Regions from separate parts of the Mus musculus genome. Here region 2 is linked to region 1. The links are chromatin contacts, called in public promoter capture Hi-C maps. All regions are on one chromosome and are shown on one strand. The core of a region is the stretch at or near the end of the contact, and the rest is flanking DNA. Distances in the headings are between cores, read along the strand shown. Region 1 holds the start of Mdp1 (magnesium-dependent phosphatase 1). Region 2 has its middle 20 kb from the start of Sdr39u1.

What was found. Promoter capture Hi-C pulls out the DNA fragments that hold promoters and counts their contacts.
Region 2: a contact with region 1 is called in a promoter capture Hi-C map of embryonic stem cells, with 2.3 times the contacts expected there. The contact joins the enhancer-like site here to the promoter of Mdp1 in region 1. A contact is called at or near these places in 6 of 39 promoter capture datasets (the HPC-7 cell line, cranial neural crest, embryonic stem cells and 2 more), 7 of 484 Hi-C or Micro-C datasets (the G1E-ER4 cell line, adipose-derived mesenchymal stem cells, embryonic stem cells and 2 more), 2 of 115 datasets of contacts at active chromatin or transcription factors (craniofacial prominence and embryonic basal ganglia) and 2 of 9 other capture datasets (adipose tissue and pancreatic islet).

The regions. Positions count from the first base shown.
Region 1 is chr14:55,659,110-55,661,944 of GRCm38.p6, reverse strand. It overlaps Mdp1 (magnesium-dependent phosphatase 1), which reads left to right and starts at 1,494. Exons shown (of 6, transcript NM_023397.5): 1 at 1,494-1,607; 2 at 1,717-1,777; 3 at 1,847-1,957; 4 at 2,468-2,575; 5 at 2,660-2,745. The coding sequence starts at 1,571.
Region 2 is chr14:55,918,847-55,921,681 of GRCm38.p6, reverse strand. No RefSeq gene overlaps it. Among named protein-coding and RNA genes, the nearest start is that of Sdr39u1, 20 kb to the right of the region's middle. Within about 2 kb of position 1,436, at least 5 of the 459 cell types and tissues checked have an H3K27ac peak or open chromatin away from gene starts, as enhancers often do. A contact at or near this core is called in the G1E-ER4 cell line, where this site is marked.

The DNA of each region.
Region 1 (2,835 bases), core at 245-2,744:
TGTCCTGGAACTCACTCGGTAGACCAGGCTGGCCTCGAACTCAGAAACCCACCTGCCTCTGCCTCCCGAGTGCTGGGATTAAAGGCGTGCGCCACCACGTCCAGCTTGGAATATTCTTTATTTTAAAACAGGTGTTTGATAGGTATCCCAGGCTGGCCCTGAACTCTTGTTTTGTTGTTTTTGTTTTGTTTTTGTTTGTTTGTTTTGTTTTTGAGACAGAGTCTATATAGCTCTAGCTGTCCTGGAACTTAGTATGTATACCACGCTGGCCTTAAACTCAGAGATCTGTCTGCCTCTGCCTCCTGAGCATTGGAATTAAAGGAGAAGGCCACCACACCCTTGAATTTTTAATCCTCTCTCCTTTGCCTACCTAGTAGGTGGGATTACAGGCATGACCCACCTGGCTTGGCTTTTCAACTGAAAAACATTTTATTCCATTATCCCAAATGATTCTGGATGGGTTGTGTCCCCTGCACACTGAGCCCAGGGGAATTATTTCTTCAAAGTTCTAAATACCAGTTTAGCCCGCTTTTGCACTCCACCTGTGAAGCAAGCTCAGGTAGTGTTTGGTCCTCGTCCCGTAGAAGGATCACTAGACTAGGAAAGCCTACTCCAATGTGGGCTTCGGTCAGTTCTAAGCTCACAAGTGCCAAGTGTTGTCACACTTCCTGACTCCATGTTAAATGACTCCCTTGGTAATTTGAAATCGGACATGGTAGCTAGCTGTGGTGGTTCACGAATGTAATTCCAGCACTTGGGAGGCTAAAGCATGAGAATCAAGAATTCCAGAGCAGCCTAAGTTGCATACCTAGTGAATTAAAGGTTACCCTTGCCTTCATAGTGAGATCCTACCTTGAGAAAGGAAGAAGGGGGGCGGGGAGAGGGGGCGCGGGCGTCTGCAGCAAGAATAGTTTCAGAAATTGGCAAGCACTACAAATCCATTTGTACAAACTCACATCTGTTAAAATACTGTTGCTGAGGACGGTAGAAACCAAAAGAAATCCTTTCCCAGGGCAGCCCTCCTAGCCCTTCACAGTGGCTTGAAGAAAGTCTCAAAAACCTTACGGACCCACCCCTTTATAAGACTAGATTTTCATTCATTGCCCATGCTGATCTCAACCCCCTGCCTAGGCCTCCTGTGTAGCTGTGGTTAAATCACTTTGGGGTGCAGACACTACATTCTTTCTGCTTATACTGTTGCTGAAGACTAGTTTTTTATACTGTCAAGATTCTGACATGAAGACAAGATGAGTGCAGAGTAATAAACTCATGAGATGAGGTCTCAATTTCAAGACAGAAGTGCACAAAGAAAGCTGTGGCTTCTCTAGTGAGAAGTGAGTTGGGTGGTGTAAGGAATACTTTGTGGCCCGCGCCTTGGAGGGAGGTGTGGTCGCCGGTTGCAGCTATTCTCCCCGCAGAGCCTCCGAAGGCGCTCTTGCGCTGTCGGAGGAGGCCGAGCGACGCTCTAGTCACCCGGGCTTTGCCGGTTCTCTGTGGCTCGCCCGCCGCCTACTTGGCCGCCATAGAATTGGGACACACTCAGCGCCAAGTTTGGATTTGCGGGTGGATCATGACGCGGCTGCCAAAGCTTGCGGTTTTTGATCTGGGTAAGGAACGGCAGGGGGATTTTATAAGGCGCTTCCCTTTTCCGCTCCCCGCGGTAGCTAAGTGTCTGCACTCCTCCAGCTTGAACCTTCTTCCTCCTTCCTCTTGCAGATTACACGCTCTGGCCTTTCTGGGTAGATACACACGTAGACCCCCCATTCCACAAGAGCAGGTGAGACTATAAGAGGTATGGGACCAGAAAAGACATTGCGGGAACTGAGCGTTCTGTCATATTCTCCAGCGATGGAACTGTACGAGACAGGCGGGGCCAGAACATCCAATTGTACCCGGAGGTGCCCGAGGTCTTGGGAAGACTGCAGAGCCTTGGCGTGCCTGTCGCCGCTGCTTCTCGGTGAGATAAGTAACTGTGCTGCAGACTCAAGTAGATGCATAAAGAAATTGCACTTAACTCCCTGAGTACCGAAAACTAGGAAGTGCAAATGTAAAAATATTTTCGTTGCTTTTCTTTCTTTCTTTTTTTTTCTTTTCTGTTTGTTCGTTTGTTTTTGTTGCTGTTGTTTTCGAGACAAGGTTTCTCTGTGTAGCCCAGGCTGTCCTGGAACTTGATCTGTAGACCAGGCTTGCCTCCAACTCACAGAGATCCACATGCCTCTGCCTCCCAACTACTAGGGTTAAAGACATGCGCTATCCACTGCCCGGCCTTCGTTGCTTTTCTATCATTAGCTTTCTGTACTTCTAAATTACTAAAGATTAGTTCAGCGCTAGCTATGTCGGAATCTCTGGAACTGAATAACAGGGCAAAGTTGTCCCTTTATCCCCTTATACCTAACTTTGCCTGCATCTCTGGCACTCCCCTAATGCATGTATTTAATGCCTTTTTTTTTTTTTTTTTTTTTTTAAGGACAAGTGAGATACAAGGGGCCAACCAACTCCTGGAGCTCTTTGACCTTGGCAAATACTTTATTCAGCGGGAAATCTACCCAGGCAGCAAAGTCACACACTTTGAGAGGTAGGCAGACAGCTGGTGTGGGAGCAAGTGGACTACAAAAGAAGTCAGCTTGACAAGTGGTTACCCCTGCCTTGTTCTTCACAGGTTGCACCACAAGACCGGAGTTCCTTTCTCTCAGATGGTCTTCTTTGATGATGAGAATCGGAATATCATAGACGTTGGCAGACTTGGTACTGAGTCACTGCTGGGGGGTGAGGGGGGGGGAGTTCTTAAAAGAAGATAAAGTAAGTGTAGGGTGGGTAGTATACGGCAGAGCCTTG
Region 2 (2,835 bases), core at 187-2,686, 260 kb before region 1:
ACATGAGTGCCTTACCGTTGAAGAAAACCTAAATACCTCTTCTTCTTCCAGCGACCATTAAGTATCTGATCCTGAGAAAGAGAGGGGGCCTTGCGAGTCCCTCGCCCATGACAGGATGTCCAAGGGCCTGATCCTGTTCAGGTCTTATATAGTTAGTTACAGCTATACATATACAAATGCATCCTGCTCTCTATAATGTTACTTGTCTGTATTTTCAGAGCTGACCACTTGGTATAGATAACCAACTGGTGTGCTCTTCCCTGGGGAAGACAGTCTGTCCCCTTCTCAGTCCTGCCCATCTCCTCAGTCTTCCCAGCAGCAGCCACAATCGTACCGTCTAGCTCTGCTGGGCAGCCAACAGCCCTGCCAATCGTCTTATTGTTTTGGGGGGCCTAGAAGGTAGCCTGCCCCTGACACTGTGGTTTTCATCTCAGAACCCGTAGCTTCTGGGGACAGCATTACCCGCCTATGCGTGGCATCTCCAATCTAGTTTCACGTCGGCGGATGGGATGTGTGTACATGTGGGTGGGTGCCTTCAGAGTCCAGAAGAGGGTGAGATCCCCAGGAGCTGGAGTTACAAGTTGCTGTGAGCTGCCTGACACTGGTGCTGGAAAGGGAATTCTTCAAGAGTGGCCAGTGTGCTTAACCCCTGAGCCATCTCTCTGCTACTAATTTTATCTTTTCATTAGCTTGCTAAGTGTCAGCTTTTCATGTACTCTTAGTTTGAGCCAAACGTATTATTGGGGTTCTGAAGAGAACAGAACTTATAAAATAAGTGTGTTTTTGTGTTTGTGTGTGTTTGTGTGTGTTTGTGTGTGTGTGTGTGTGTGTGTGTGTGTGTGTAGACATAGATGTATGATTTATTAGAGTGGCTTACAGACTGTGGTCCAACAAGAGCTGTCTACCAACGTAAGGTCCAAGAACTCAGTTCTTGGTGAATACGCAGGACTGAATGTCTCTGCTGGTTTGGGGCACACACTAGAATCTCAAAGACGTGGGCTCTGATGCCACTGAAGAAATGGGCTTGCCAGTGAGACTGAGGGCTAGCAGGCAAAGAGCAGAATCTTCCTTCTCCCACATCCTTTATGGCTGCCACTCGAAGGTGTGGCCCAGATTAAAGGTGGATTTCCCCAACTCAGAAGATCTAGATTAAAAGTGGGTCTTCACATTTCAAATGATTTTAGGGAAAAAAAAAAATCCCTCACTGGCGGCCCCAACCTCGGATTTTAGTTAACTCCAGATGTAGTCATTACCAGCAGGCCCAGCCATCACCCTGCAGCATCCCCATCCTTTCCTCCTCTGTCTGCCCCGCCCCCACCTAAACAATCCCATCCCCAGCATTCCACCTCCTTCTTTCATATCATACATCTTCGACTCCCTTCCTACTACCAGGAAACCCCTCCCCTCTCATGGACCCTGCTCTAGTTCCCTGGTCTATGTACACACTCGCTCCCACGTTAATGCACACACATAAAAACCCAAAGCCGGGATCTGCATATGCAAGACATGAACCATTAGCTTGCCATAGCTGGGTCACCTCACTTAACATAATGTTTTCCAATCCCATCTAATTTTCCCACAAAATTTGTACTTTATTTTTCATTACCACCAAGTAAATTCCATTGCGCATATGCACCTTGTTTTCTTTATCCGTTCAAAAGCTTTTCATTAAAAAGTGAAAAGGCAACTGAAAGGAACTTGGTATGGGGCATCAGTGGGGCAGACCCCTGCACAGGAGGAGGGCAGCTGGGGCCAGTGCTGTCCTACCAGGGTTGCCAACGATACTCACCAGAGCAGACATCTTGAGAAGACCTTCTTGTTCCCTTTGTTCTGTGTGTGTGTGTGTGTGTGTGTGTGTGTGTGTGTGTGTGTGTGTCTGTGTGTGTGCTGTGTCTGTGTGTGTCTGTGTGTGTGTGCTGTGTCTGTGTGTGTCTGTCTGTGTGTGTCTGTGTGTATGTGTCACTGTTTCTGTCTCTCTGCTTCTTTCTCTCTCCCTCTCTCCCCTTAACTTCCCTCCCTTTCTCCCTCCTTTCCACCTTTATTCGGTTACAGGAATATTCTCAACCAGCACACAGCAGACCAGAGCAGACAACCAACATTGGAAAGTAAATGTCCCTGAAGTAGCTTCATCATAATGGTTGAAGACTAGCGCATGAAGAGCCCAGTTTCATCACTTTCTCCCACAGTCCCCAGGTAACCAATGTAACCCCTCAGTTGCCCGCAGAGGTTAATTTCTCACCAACATGCACTGTGCTTTCTTTCTTCTTTCCTTCTGTTTCATTTCTTCCCTGCTCCAGGAATAGTTCTAGGAATCACATCACTGATAAAATACTTGTATTCAGATCTTTGTCTCAGGGATTGTTTCTGGGGTGGGGGTTAGGAGGGAACGACCAATCTAAAATAGGCCCAGGAATCTAACTATTTGTATTGTGGTTAAATAATGTGGTATTGTAAAGGCATCATCTAAAGCAATAAAAAAAATCGAGATGGAGTCCAGAAAGGGACCCACTGGCATATAAGCACTCGGATGTTCAGGGGAGGGGAAAGGACAACTATGCCATGAATTAAATCTGACTCCCATTTGTGGACTCAAAAACCAATTCCTGATCGTGAGCTGGTGAATAACAAAGCAGAACTCCCTGACGATGCACTAAGAAGATACCTGCATCACTTTTTAGGAAGTGGCAGGTCAGGCAGATTTCTTCTCCACACACAAAACAGCACGAAGCCAGCTCTCTGCCTCGCACGGTAGGGACTAATAAATTCCTGCCACAAAAGACATCCTGTCTATACAGCATGTGTGCATCTGTCCACTAGATGGCAGCAGAAGTCCTT